2 separate regions of the Xenopus laevis genome follow, and region 2 is linked to region 1. The links are chromatin contacts, called in public Hi-C maps. All regions are on one chromosome and are shown on one strand. The core of a region is the stretch at or near the end of the contact, and the rest is flanking DNA. Distances in the headings are between cores, read along the strand shown.

Evidence for each region. A called contact is a pair of places that touch in the nucleus more often than the background predicts.
Region 2: a Hi-C map of the XTC cell line shows a contact between it and region 1, with 5 times the contacts expected there. The contact joins the enhancer-like site here to the promoter of LOC108708782 in region 1. A contact is called at or near these places in 2 of 4 Hi-C or Micro-C datasets (the XTC cell line and animal cap).

The regions. Positions count from the first base shown.
Region 1 is chr2L:180,975,296-180,981,899 of Xenopus_laevis_v10.1, reverse strand. It overlaps LOC108708782 (zinc finger protein 569-like), which reads left to right and starts at 3,774. Exons shown (of 12, transcript XM_041582760.1): 1 at 3,774-3,930; 2 at 5,653-6,295. The coding sequence starts at 5,666.
Region 2 is chr2L:181,022,137-181,028,740 of Xenopus_laevis_v10.1, reverse strand. No RefSeq gene overlaps it. Among protein-coding and RNA genes, the nearest start is that of arfgap1l.L, 7.7 kb to the left of the region's middle. Within about 2 kb of position 3,515, at least 1 of the 7 cell types and tissues checked has an H3K27ac peak or open chromatin away from gene starts, as enhancers often do.

The DNA of each region.
Region 1 (6,604 bases), core at 2,525-5,024:
GTAATTTGGATCTTCATCCCTTAAGTCTACTAGAAAATCATATAAACATTACATAAACCCAATAGGCTGGTTTTGCCTCCAATAAGGATTAATTATATCTTAGTTGGGATTAAGTACAAGCGACTGTTTTATTATTACACAGAAAAAGGAAATAATTTTTTAAAATTTGGATTATTATTAGTCTGTGGGAGACAGTCTTTCTGTAATTCTGGCCTTTATGGATAACAGGATTCATACCTGTAAAATTGCAGTTACCTGCTCTATATAATGGTAACTGCCCCTTTAATGCCAGGCTCTGAAATAACCAGTGCAGCAAGAGACCCGGGTATCATTGTTCGGCTTGGAATAAAGATGTTATTCTCATAACAATGAGTTCTCTCTCTATGGAACAAAACCCCAAAGGAGGTGGCTGTATTTTTAGCTCTTTAGAACTTTCCCTTTAATCAGCAGTTGTGGATTTGCTTTTATCTTTATCTCTGCCGACAAGTGCCGCACAAATGACAGTTATTATAGGCGACTCCCAGCAATTGTTCCTATTGGGCAGATGTGGAATTTGTACTCAGAATGGGCTGCGGGGAATCAGTGACAGGTGGGAATGGAATCACGTGAGTACAGAGAGTGCGGGGAATGGGGCAAATAGGGCCCAGGATTGGCACCGGGACAGGCGGAGGAATCTGTGGCCTTTAAATACAGCCTGAAAGAAACAGAGCTTGCACTTAGTCACACTGCTCAACAGCTGCTCGACTACAAATCCCAGCAGCGTTTGACATTTTATCAAAGCATGCTGGGAACTATAGTCCAGCAACACCAACGTTCCATCCTTAAAGGGTTAGTTAACTCTTAGCATGTTATAGAATGGCCAATTTTAAGCAACTGTTCAGTTGGTCTTCATTATTTATTTTTTTATAGTTTTTTTTTCACTATTTGCCTCCTTCTACTGACTCTTCCCAGCTTTCAAATGGGGGGTCATTGACCCCATCAAAAAAACAAATGCTCTGTAAGGCTACTCATTTATTGTTATTGTTACTTTTTATTACTCATCTTTCTAGTCATGCCTCTCCTATTCATATTCCAATCTCTTTTTCAAATCACTGTATGGTTGCTAAGGTCATTGCAAACTGGAGAGCTGCTGAATAAAAAGCTTAATAACTTAAAAGCCACAAATAAAAAATTAAAACCAAATACAAATTGTCTTAGAATATCACTCTCTGCATCATACTAACAGTTAATTTATAGGTGAACAACCCCTTTAACGCAATGTTGCTCATAAAAACTTCTCCCCAGCTCTTCAGAGCCACTGGATCCATTCAAAAACAGGGATTCAAAATAGTCCCTGGCATTTCAAGTACACAGTGGCCCAAACACCCCCCCACACACACACACACACACACACACACACACAGGCCCAATAAATACTGTCTTTCTGTGGCATTTGCCAAAATCTACAGGTTATCAGGAGGGACTTTGTTTAGCCGCTCAGTTATTTGATTTACATAACTGCAACTGTGAAACTTGAAAGGGGGAAATGTTTTAAAGCAAATGGTTAAGAAACATTTTAAAAAGGGAAGTGTTACAAAAGTTTTTGTGAAAGTCATCGGTATTGTAGTCAAAAATAGCCTATGTGTGCCCTCTAGTGGTCACACGATTAGAGCAACATTAACTGATTCTACCTGCAGCCTGGTGCCGCTTTATATTGTCACAGAACCCCTCAGTGACTTCTAATATCCTTATCATTTACAGTAGGAGGTACATTATCCCTTATAATACATGAGTGATACTCAGAGTTCCCTGTATAACTCAGCCTGCAGCCTTGTGCCTTTATATGGTCACAGAACAACCCCTCAGTGACTTCTAATATCCTTATCATTTACAGTAGGGGGTACATTATCCCTTATAATACATGAGTGATACTCAGAGTTCCCTGTATAACTCAGCCTGCAGCCTTGTGTCTTTATATGGTCACAGAACAACCCCTCAATAACTTCTAATATCCTTCTCATTTACAGTAGGGGGTACATTATCCCTTATAATACATGAGTGATACTCAGAGTTCCCTGTGTAACTCAGCCTGCGGCCTTGTGCCTTTATATGGTCACAGAACAACTCCTCAGTGACTTCTAATATCCTTATCATTTACAGTAGGAGGTACATAATCCCTTATAATACATGAGTGATACTCAGAGTTCCCTGTGTAACTCAGCCTGCGGCCTTGTGCCTTTATATGGTCACAGAACAACTCCTCAGTGACTTCTAATATCCTTATCATTTACAGTAGGGGGTACATTATCCCTTATAATACATGAGTGATACTCAGAGTTCCCTGTATAACTCAGCCTGCAGCCTTGTGCCTTTTATATGGTCACAGAACAACTCCTCAGTGACTTCTAATATCCTTATCATTTACAGTAGGGGTACATTATCCCTTATAATACATGAGTGATACTCAGAGTTCCTGTATAACTCAGCCTGCAGCCTTGTGCCTTTATATGGTCACAGAACAACCCCTCAGTGACTTCTAATATCCTTATCATTTACAGTAGGGGTACATTATCCCTTATAATACATGAGTAATACTCAGAGTTCCCTGTATAACTCAGCCTGCAGCCTTGTGCCTTTATATGGTCACAGAACAACCCCTCAGTGACTTCTAATATCCTTATCATTTACAGTAGGGGGTACATTATCCCTTATAATACATAAGTGATACTCAGAGTTCCCCGTATAACTCAGCCTGCAGCCTTGTGCCTTTATATGGTCACAGAACAACCCCTCAGTGACTTCTAATATCCTTATCATTTACAGTAGGGGGTACATTATTATAATACATGAGTGATACTCAGTTCCTTTTTTTTTTATTTGCAAGCTTGATACAACAATAATAAACAATAGCAAACAGTTCTATGGTACAGTGGTCTTTCTGTCAAGGCCATAATTGGAAGCTCATATCAGTTTGACAACCAGGGTTGTGGTAACCTAGGGTTGCCACCTTTTCGCCCGGTGCAATCACGGCAGGGGGCAGGGCCATGCTGTGGTGGAGGGTGGGCCATTAAACTCAGGCTCAGTCTCAGACACAGACAGGGTTGCCAGGTTGGCGATTTTCCAGCCAAATTGGGCTATTAATTTAAAGCCTAGATGGGTTTTGAAAGTACAAACTAGCCAAGGTACGGATTTGGGCTACTTTTGGGGCCTTTGGCTGGTTTGTACTTTGGAAACCAGCCAAACCACCTTTTCTGGAAAAGAACACCGGCCTTCCTATATATTTTTCTTTTTTCCCTTTTAATAACATTAGGATCAACCATCATTTTTACTGGCCATGTGGCAACTCTACTCTTGGCTGGTTTTGAAAATTAGACCTGACAAGAGGTAAATCCCTAAAGAAACCCAGAATTGAGTAAAAGGAGGGAGAAAGGATCATTAGTGGTAATACATTATATGAGTCACAACAGGCTTCTGTACTGACAATGTAAAGTGGGTTCTCAGACTGCAGCTGTGACCCTGCTAAACCGTAAAGCAAGGTCGTACTAATGACAGTCAGGGAAGAGAGACAGGAGCAGCCAGAAATGTATCCCCCAGACTGGAGTCTCCCCTGACTTTGTCTGAAGGAAAGGCTTTGGTTTAGTTGCACACACTCAATATAATGCCAGTGCGCAGAATACACAGGGATCATGGGAACCTTCCTCATGCGCGGAACTGTTTATGTCGTATCCAGTTTCCCAGGGACGCGTTTAGAGGAAACACACCTGCAGCGAGACATTCTGGGAATAGTAGTTTTCCCTTTCCCCCATTGGTTAATGGCCGGAAGAGGGCGGAGCTTAGAGCCCCGGTCAGGCCGCAGCTGGAAGCGGCTTGTCACCGGGCAGAGTGCAGAAGCTGAGACGGAGCAGGAGGGCCGCGCACCCCCTTCCTTAGGCCCTGGAGGGGGGCTTGAAGGTACAGGAGTGCCGCAGGGGAGGGGGAGCGGCCTGTCATTTTTATATCCGCGGGGCCCTAGGATTTCTGTGTATAATTATATTATATTCTGCTGTATGATGTAAATACTGGGCCACTAATGCTCCTCTATGAGCTTGGGCTTCACACATTATACTGTATATTCCTGTGTGTCTGGATATTCATATTTATATAATACACACAGGGGACACATCTGTTTATATATATTTATATACTGCACTGAATATTTACAGTGTGTCCAGGCAGAAGATCCTGTGTGTCTGTATACAATAAATATATACATAAATACACACACACATCTATATATATATATATATATATATATATACAACACTGTGTGTCTGTATACATACATATACATATATTTTATTATTAACATGTATTTATATAGCACCAGCATATTTTGCAGCGGTGTAAAGCAAATGTGATTATACAATTAAATCACATGAATTATATACATAGAACATGGAGTTACATACATCACAACCAATACTGGAACAAAAGGCGAGGAAGGCCCTGTGCAAAAGAGCTTACAATCTAAAGGGAAGGGAATAAGACACAAGGTGTGGGCAGGATCAAATTAAGTGAGTGAGAGATGTAGTACTGTATGTGGTGTTGTGTTTGTTAGTTAAGCAGAGTGAGGGTAGGCTTCTCGAAAGAAGTACGTTTTAAGAGATCTTTTCAAAGCAGGAAGGTTGGGAGAAAGTCAGACAGACCATGGGAGAGAGTTCCAGAGGAGGGGAGCAGCCCTTGCAAAGTCTTGAATGTGAGCATGTGAGGAGGTAATGAGAGAAGAGTTGAGGAGCAGGTCAGTAGAGGAGCATAGTAAGTGGTATACATAAATACAGATGGGACACACACACACACACACACACACACACACACACACACACACACACACACACACACACACCACACAACACACACACACACACACACACAACACACACACACACACACACACACACACACACACACACACACACACACACACACACACACACACACACACACACACACACTTGTTTGTTTTTGCTCCTGACGAAGATCCCTGTGGGGGATCGAAACGTTGAGGCTTAATAATAAAACATTTTTTGTTTTTTCACTAAAACCCTGTGAGTGCCGCAATCCTTTTTCACTGCTTATTTCCCATGCTGGCACCCAGGTATTAATTTTGTCTACGGAGTGCACCATTCCTTTGGTTATAAATATATATATATACACATATATCATTGGTCACAAACCGCACTCCAAGGAATTCATATGCGAAAAATATTTATTTCAACGTTTCGCGCCTCTACTGGAGCCGTCTTCAGGAAGTCTTCTTGAAGACGGCTCGAATAGAGGAGCTGAAATAAATATTTTTCTTTTTTTCGCATATGAAGTCCTTGGAGTGCGGTTTGTGACCAACGATATTGCAAAACATTAAACCTGCACCTAGGCATTGGCTGTTTTTGTTTTGAGTGCACTCACATTGGAGTGTTTAAAAAAAAAAAAAAAAAAAAATATATATATATATATATATATATATTATATATATGCATATATATATATATATATATATAATATATATATATATTGTAGTGCATATTTACAGAGAGCCCAGGCAGAAGATCCTGTATAGGCTGCAATAAGGGAGAGACTACGGACCAATGAGTGTTTCCATACATGGAACATGAGCTGACACTTATTTTAACCCTTCAGGGGCAGAGGAGCCATGGAGCACATGACTATGGGAGCTGAGGGTATAAAGGTGGAGGCTGCAGACATTACCCTGGATCAGGTGACAGCCGCCATACAATTGCAGGAGCAGCTGAAGGTGGAGCCGCACATAGATGGGGCAGTTCTGGCTGGTACAATGGACTGTTTAGTCGACTACAATTTAGGGACCCAACTAACAGTGGAACAAGAGATCCAGATTGGGGACGGTCCTTCTCCCTGCCTCCAGTATGACATGAACTGCCTGACTAAAAAGCCCCCCAAGCCTCGGCAGAGGAAGCCCTCAGGGGAGGGACCGTTTAGTTGTGGGCAGTGCAGTAAAAGCTTTGGGCGTAGCATGGACTTGGCCAGACACCAAAAGGCTCACAAGGGTGAGAGGAGCTTCCTGTGTAACATTTGTGGGAAGAACTTCCGTCGGCACACGTCCCTTCTGATCCACGCACGGATCCACACTGGGGAGAGACCCTATCAGTGCACTGTGTGTGGCAAGAGCTTTGTACAGCGCCAGCACCTCACCACCCACCTGAGAACTCACACCGGGGAGAAACCCTTCCAGTGCATCGAGTGTGGCAAAGGCTTCCGCTGGAGATCAGAGCTCCTGAAACATCAGAAGAACCACACAGACAAGGTAACCCCACTGAGTGCCTGCACCTTATCTCTCCCTGTGTTATCACCTCGCCCTTTGCCCTTTACAGGAGACTTGGTTGGTTCCCTGGTGGGGGGATAATAGCTGTTACCACCATAGAATGGTGCCTGTTTTTTGTCAAAATCTCACATACACATAGTTACATAGTAAGTTAGGTTGAAAAATGACACACGTCCATCAAGTTCAACCTTAAGTCTATATATAACCTGCCTAACTGCCAGTTGATCCAGAGGAAGGCAACAAACCCATATGAAGCCTCTCCAATTTGCCTCAGAGGGGAAAATGCCTTCC
Region 2 (6,604 bases), core at 2,266-4,765, 47 kb before region 1:
ACATGCGCCCGTGTGAGTACAGTCCCCTTCACAATACTTGAGTGCGTCTACTCCTGCGCTCCCCTGCGGCTGAACAGAAGAAAGCGTAACGCAGAGGAGCGCTGGAAAAACCGCCCGTGTGTAAGAGCCCTAAAGAGGAAACAATTAAGGTGATTTTTTTATAGCAAAATAATCGGTGTCGTTCAGCAGTTACAAGAGTGGGAGGTGAAAAAAAATTATAAATAGCAAAAAGATCAGTCCATTGAAAGTCCATTCAGTGGAAAAGTCCATAACTATATATTTATTTAAGAATTGTTACAATGAGGAAAATACCCAAAAGACACACGTAGAATAATAACATTTTGGTTATTAAAGGGGTTGTTCATCATTAAATTAACTGTTAGCAGTGATGGACTGGGATGCCAGGGGCCCACCAGAAAACCTTACACCAATGGCCCATTCTCCAAGCTAATTTTCTTCCACTTCTCTCTCTTTCTTAGTACTTTTCTTTACATGATAAACTCTATTCTCCATCTATCTGGCCCCTTTCTTTCCATAAACAATTACAGAATGAAAATGAAATTGTTACAAATGCTTCGAAGCAGGAGGGCCCACTGTGCCAACCGGGAGTTTCCTTGGTATCCTGGTGGGCCAGTCCAACACTGAGGGGAAGATTTACATAGGGTCGAATATCGAGGGTTAATTAACCCTCGATATTCGACTGCCGAATGTAAATCCTTCGACTTCGAATATCAAAGTCGAAGGATTTACCGCAAATAGTTTGATCGAACGAAAAATTGTTCGATCGACCGATTAAATCCTTCAAAACATTTGATTCGAAGGATTTTAACCCATCGATCGAATGATTTTTCTTCAAACTAAAAATTGTTAGAAAGCCTATGGGGACCTTCCCCATAGGCTAACATGGCACCTCGGTAGGTTTTAGGTGGCGAAGTAGGGGGGGGATCGAAGTTTTTTTTAAAGAGACAATACTTCGACTATCGAATGGTCGAATAGTCAAATGATTTTTAGTTCGAATCGTTCGATTCGAAGTCGTAGTCGAAGGTCGAAGTAGCCAATTCGATGGTTGAAGTAGTCAAAAAAAACATTAGAAATTCAAAGCTTTTTTTATTCTATTCCTTCACTCTAGCTAAGTAAATGGGCCCCTGAATGTTAATATGAACCAATTCAGGCCTTTCCTATTCATATTCCAGTCTCTTATTCAAATCAATGCATGGTTGCTAGGGGAATTTGGACCCTAGCAACCAGATGGCTGAAATTGCAAACTGGAGAGCTGCTGAATATAAAGCTAAATAAGTCAAAAACTACAAATAATGAAAACCAATTGCAAATTGTCTCAGAATATCACTCTCTGCATCATACTAACAGTTAATTTAAAGGTGAACAACCCCTTTAACTACCATTAGTGATGGATGAATTTCTCCCATTTCGCTTCACCGAAAAATTAGCGAAACTAGAATTTTGACGCCGGTGTGAAAGTCAATGGGCGTCCGAATAGTGTTGACGTGCAACTGTTTTGAAGCGCGTCTAAATTTTTTTGACGCCGGCGAATTTTCGTGGAATCTAAAAAAAATCTAAAAAAAAAGTGTCAAAAAGTGGAAAATCGCCACAAATTTGCGTCTGGCTAATATTTTCGCCCATCACTAACTACCATATAATTATAGAACTACAGATTCTTGTTATTGGGTCAGATGCCCAGTGAGACCTGTTAAACCCTCTAAGGCACCCAGAGAAATTCAGCAAATGTAATTGTTTTCTATCAATCAGTGTGAAATGTACAAATAGATTCATAACTGATCCATTGTTTCTGCTGCATGAATAACTGGTTCCTCTAATTCACCACAGGAGGGCGCACTTGTCCCATCACTGCATTTCCCAGTTTGGAGCCATCACGGAGTTAAAAGCGACTGAATCATTGGTCCAAATGATTGGACTGAGATGAAATAACTGACTGATCCCATTTATAAATGATCTGTTACAGCTGTCAGCAAAGTTCTAGTTAGTTTAGTTAGTTGGCTCTGGTTTGAACTTATATAACATCCCATAGTAACCCACATACAGACAATACAGGGAGTTTGCTCTTCTGTTGCCTATAGCAGAATTTATTCCTTATTCTTTTAACTTCTGAATATTGTTTCTATATATCTGTAACCTTGTTATGAGCTAAGGGGCCCAGTCTGAAGGTCAGTTAGGGGGAGATTTGGGGTGAGTGTTTATTTGTGCCCTGGGTACCCCTGGAACTATAGCAGGGTGACTGTTACCCCAATGTTTCTATATATCTGTAACCTTGTTATGAGCTAAGGGGGCCCAGTCTGAAGGTCAGTTAGGGGGAGATTTGGGGTGAGGGCTTATTTGTACCCTGGGTCCCCTGGAACTATAGCAGGGTGACACCCCAATGTTTCTATATATCTGTAACCTTGTTATGAGCTAAGGGGGCCCAGTCTGAAGGTCAGTTAGGGGGAGATTTGGGGTGAGTGATTATTTGTACCCTGGGTACCCCTGGAACTATAGCAGGGTGACACCCCAATGTTTCTATATCTGTAACCTTGTTATGAGCTAAGGGGGCCCAGTCTGAAGGTCAGTTAGGGGGAGATTTGGGGTGAGTGCTTATTTGTGCCCTGGGTACGCCTGGAACTATAGCAGGGTGACACCCCAATGTTTCTATATATCTGTAACCTTGTTATGAGCTAAGGGGCCCAGTCTGAAGGTCAGTTAGGGGGAGATTTGGGGTGAGTGTTTATTTGTACCCTGGGTACCCCTGGAACTATAGCAGGGTGACTGTTACCTAATGTTTCTATATATCTGTAACCTTGTTATGAGCTAAGGGGGCCCAGTCTGAAGGTCAGTTAGGGGGAGATTTGGGGTGAGTGTTTATTTGTGCCCTGGGTACCTCTGGAACTATAGCAGGGTGACACCCCAATGTTTCTATATATGTGTAACCTTGTTACATATAAAGCAGTATGGTAGTACCGGTTGCCCAATGAGTTATATTTACTACTCTGTGTATCTTAATCTTTGGGATTTGGGTTTTATTGGACAGAACATTTAGTTGGTGACTAGTGAATCAATGTGACTCAGCAGCTGTAGCCTTGGGCTCTGTTTCTTGGAATTACAGGATCAGCCTGTGACTGATGCGCTGATTATAAATATACAACGTGTTTGGGTCAGGGACTCCCTGTTCCCAATATATTTCAGAATTTATTAATGGCTGCCCTTAAGAAGAATGAACATTTAAAGGGGAACTCTGCCCAATGAAAGTATAATTGTAAGCAACTTCTCAATATCCATTCATTACAGATTCCAAAGTTAGTTATTGAAAGCAGTGTCGGCCTGGTTATTTAGAAACTCTGCACTGCTGGTTCTTACTCCTGAAGCAATCTAGCAGATGTCAGCCCTGCATGCTTCTTCACCAGTCTGGCTCTTGTGCTACATTGTTTCAAGATTCAGAAGCACCAGTTGGACAGACAGTGAGGTTTGAGCAGGAGAAATCTCTGCAGAGGGACCTACGTCAGGGACCAGAACACCCGTCTCCACTCTGCTCACGTTTCCATGGGAACATGTTGTGACGCAGTTGCACACACTCTCCTTCTGGGCTCAAGGTCATATTTGATGTTTCCTTCTTTTCCCAAACATGGATCTTTTTAAATTCTCATTTAAAGCAGTTTTGGCGATGTGGCCCTAGGGTCCAATTGAGCTGAGCCTGTGGCTCTCACTCCTTGGGCTCAAATAATTCCAATGTAGATAAAGCTCCTGTGAATCAAGAGAGGCAAATAAAAAATTCATTTTGGGGAGGGGTGCTTATTATATGCAAAAACATGGAGGTAGTGGAGGCAGGGAAGGGCCTCCCAGTAGATATGTGCAGAGTTGTGGAGGCGGGGAAGGGCCTCCCAGTAGATAAGTGCAGAGTAATGGAGGCGGGGAAGGGCTTCTCAGTAGATAAAAGCAGAGTAGTGGAGGTGGGGAAGGGCCTCCCAGTAGATAAATGCAGAGTAGTGGAGGCAGTGAAGGGCCTCCCAGTAGACAAGTGCAGAGTAGTGGAGGTAGGGAAGGGCCTCCCAGCAGATAAGTGCAGAATAGTGGAGGAAGGGAAGGGCCTCCCAGTAGATAAATACAGAATAGTGGAGGCAGGGAAGGGCCTCCCAGTAGATAAGTGCAGAGTAGTGGAGGCGGGGAAGGGCCTCCCAGTAGATAAGTGCAGAGTAGTGGAGGCGGGGAAGGGCTTCTCAGTAGATAAGTGCAGAGTAGTGGAGGAAGGGAAGCGCATCCCAGTAGAAAAGTGCACAGTAGTGGAGGCGGGGTAGGACCTACCTCCCAGTAGATAAGTGCAGAGTAGTGGAGGAAGGGAAGCGCATCCCAGCAGAAAAGTACAGAGTAGTGGAGGTGGGGAAGGGCCTCCCAGTAGATAAGTGTAGAGTAGTGGAGGCAGTGAAGGGCCTCCCAGTAGACAAGTGCAGAGTAGTGGAGGTAGGGAAGGGCCTCCCAGTAGATAAGTGCAGAATAGTGGAGGAAGGGAAGGGCCTCCCAGTAGATAAATACAGAATAGTGGAGGCAGGGAAGGGCCTCCCAGTAGATAAGTGCAGAGTAGTGGAGGAAGGGAAGCGCATCCCAGTAGAAAAGTGCACAGTAGTGGAGGCGGGGTAGGACCTACCTCCCAGTAGATAAGTGCAGAGTAGTGGAGGAAGGGAAGCGCATCCCAGCAGAAAAGTACAGAGTAGTGGAGGTGGGGAAGGGCCTCCCAGTAGATAAGTGTAGAGTAGTGGAGGCAGTGAAGGGCCTCCCAGTAGACAAGTGCAGAGTAGTGGAGGTAGGGAAGGGCCTCCCAGTAGATAAGTGCAGAATAGTGGAGGAAGGGAAGGGCCTCCCAGTAGATAAATACAGAATAGTGGAGGCAGGGAAGGGCCTCCCAGTAGATAAGTGCAGAGTAGTGGAGGCGGGGAAGGGCTTCTCAGTAGATAAGTGCAGAGTAGTGGAGTAAGGGAAGCGCATCCCAGTAGATAAGTGCACAGTAGTGGAGGCGGGGTAGGACCTACCTCCCAGTAGATAAGTGCAGAGTAGTGGAGGAAGGGAAGGGCCTCCCAGTAGATAAGTGCAGAGTAGTGGAGTAAGGGAAGCGCATCCCAGTAGAAAAGTACAGAGTAGTGGAGGTGGGGAAGGGCCTCCCAGTAGATAAGTGTAGAGTAGTGGAGGCAGTGAAGGGCCTCCCAGTAGATAAGTGCAGAATAGTGGAGGAAGGGAAGGGCCTCCCAGTAGATAAGTGCAGAATAGTGGAGGAAGGGAAGGGCCTCCCAGTAGATAAGTGCAGAATAGTGGAGGAAGGGAAGGGCTTCTCAGTAGATAAGTGCAGAGTAGTGGAGTAAGGGAAGCGCATCCCAGTAGATAAGTGCACAGTAGTGGAGGCGGGGTAGGACCTACCTCCCAGTAGATAAGTGCAGAGTCGTGGAGGAAGGGAAGGGCCTCCCAGTAGATAAATGCAGAGTAGTGGAGGTGGGGAAGGGCATCCCAGTAGAAAAGTGCAGAGTAGTGGAGGCAGGGAAGGGCCTCCCAGTAGATAAATGCAGAGTAGTGGAGGTGGGGAAGGGCCTCCCAGTAGATAAGTGCAGAGTAGTGGAGGCAGGGAAGGGCCTCCCAGTAGATAAGTGCAGAGAAGTGGAGGAAGGGAAGGGCCTCCCAGTAGATAAATGCAGAATAGTGGAGGTGGGGGAAGGGCCTCCCAGTAGATAAGTGCAGCAGGTAATTACCTGGAGTGACCTGTGATGTCATGCCTGTAGACAAACAGGTGAATAACTGGCATCATAACTGGTCCTTCTACAAAATCACATTCTCTCGTTTCTATAGAAACCGCTCTCTCTCGGATCACGTTCATTGCAGACAAAAAATTTTTATTTGGCTCTGGCTCCGCCCAGCAACCAACCCAGTGCAACAAGGAGAAGAGATAACTTGCTGTGCACATTGCTTCCCAACAGGTATCAGTCTCCAGCCTGAGATCAACTACAAATCCCAGCATCCCCTTTATCTTCCTGCGCTTGTAATGCAGAGTGGTGTAAACTTCAGCTCCTGAGCTTCTCAAACTCACCTGATTGTCTGCTTACGATACATAGTAACAAAGTAACATATAGAGAACACAAGGAACAGCTGCTTTATACTGGGGTGTTGGGAGCCAATCAGAAACCGACAGTCCCTCTATTCATTCCTCCTGTTTCTTTTATATTCTGTCTCTTGTCTCATCCCTTCCTCTCTCCCTTCTGCGCCCCCTTTATCCTCCGTTTCTATTCTCACCCCTCATCCTCCCACCTCGTTCCCCCGTAAACCAGTCTGATCCCCTCTCCTGCTCCCCAAACCCCTCAGGAGAAACCATAAGGGTAGATAAGTGCAGAGTAGTGGAGGCAGGGAAGGCCTACAGTTGTGTATTTAGAAGTTATGGGGCTGAACGGCAATTTAAGATCTTCTAAACATTTTCCATAAATATAAACTGAAAGTGCTTATTGGTCATTACCCCACTTGGCCCCCCAAGCTCTGCCTCCTCTATAATTAGACCCAGCAGTCAGGCTGCAGGATTCTAACATTAGGGGAAACAATAAAACATAACGATCTACACTAGTAATTG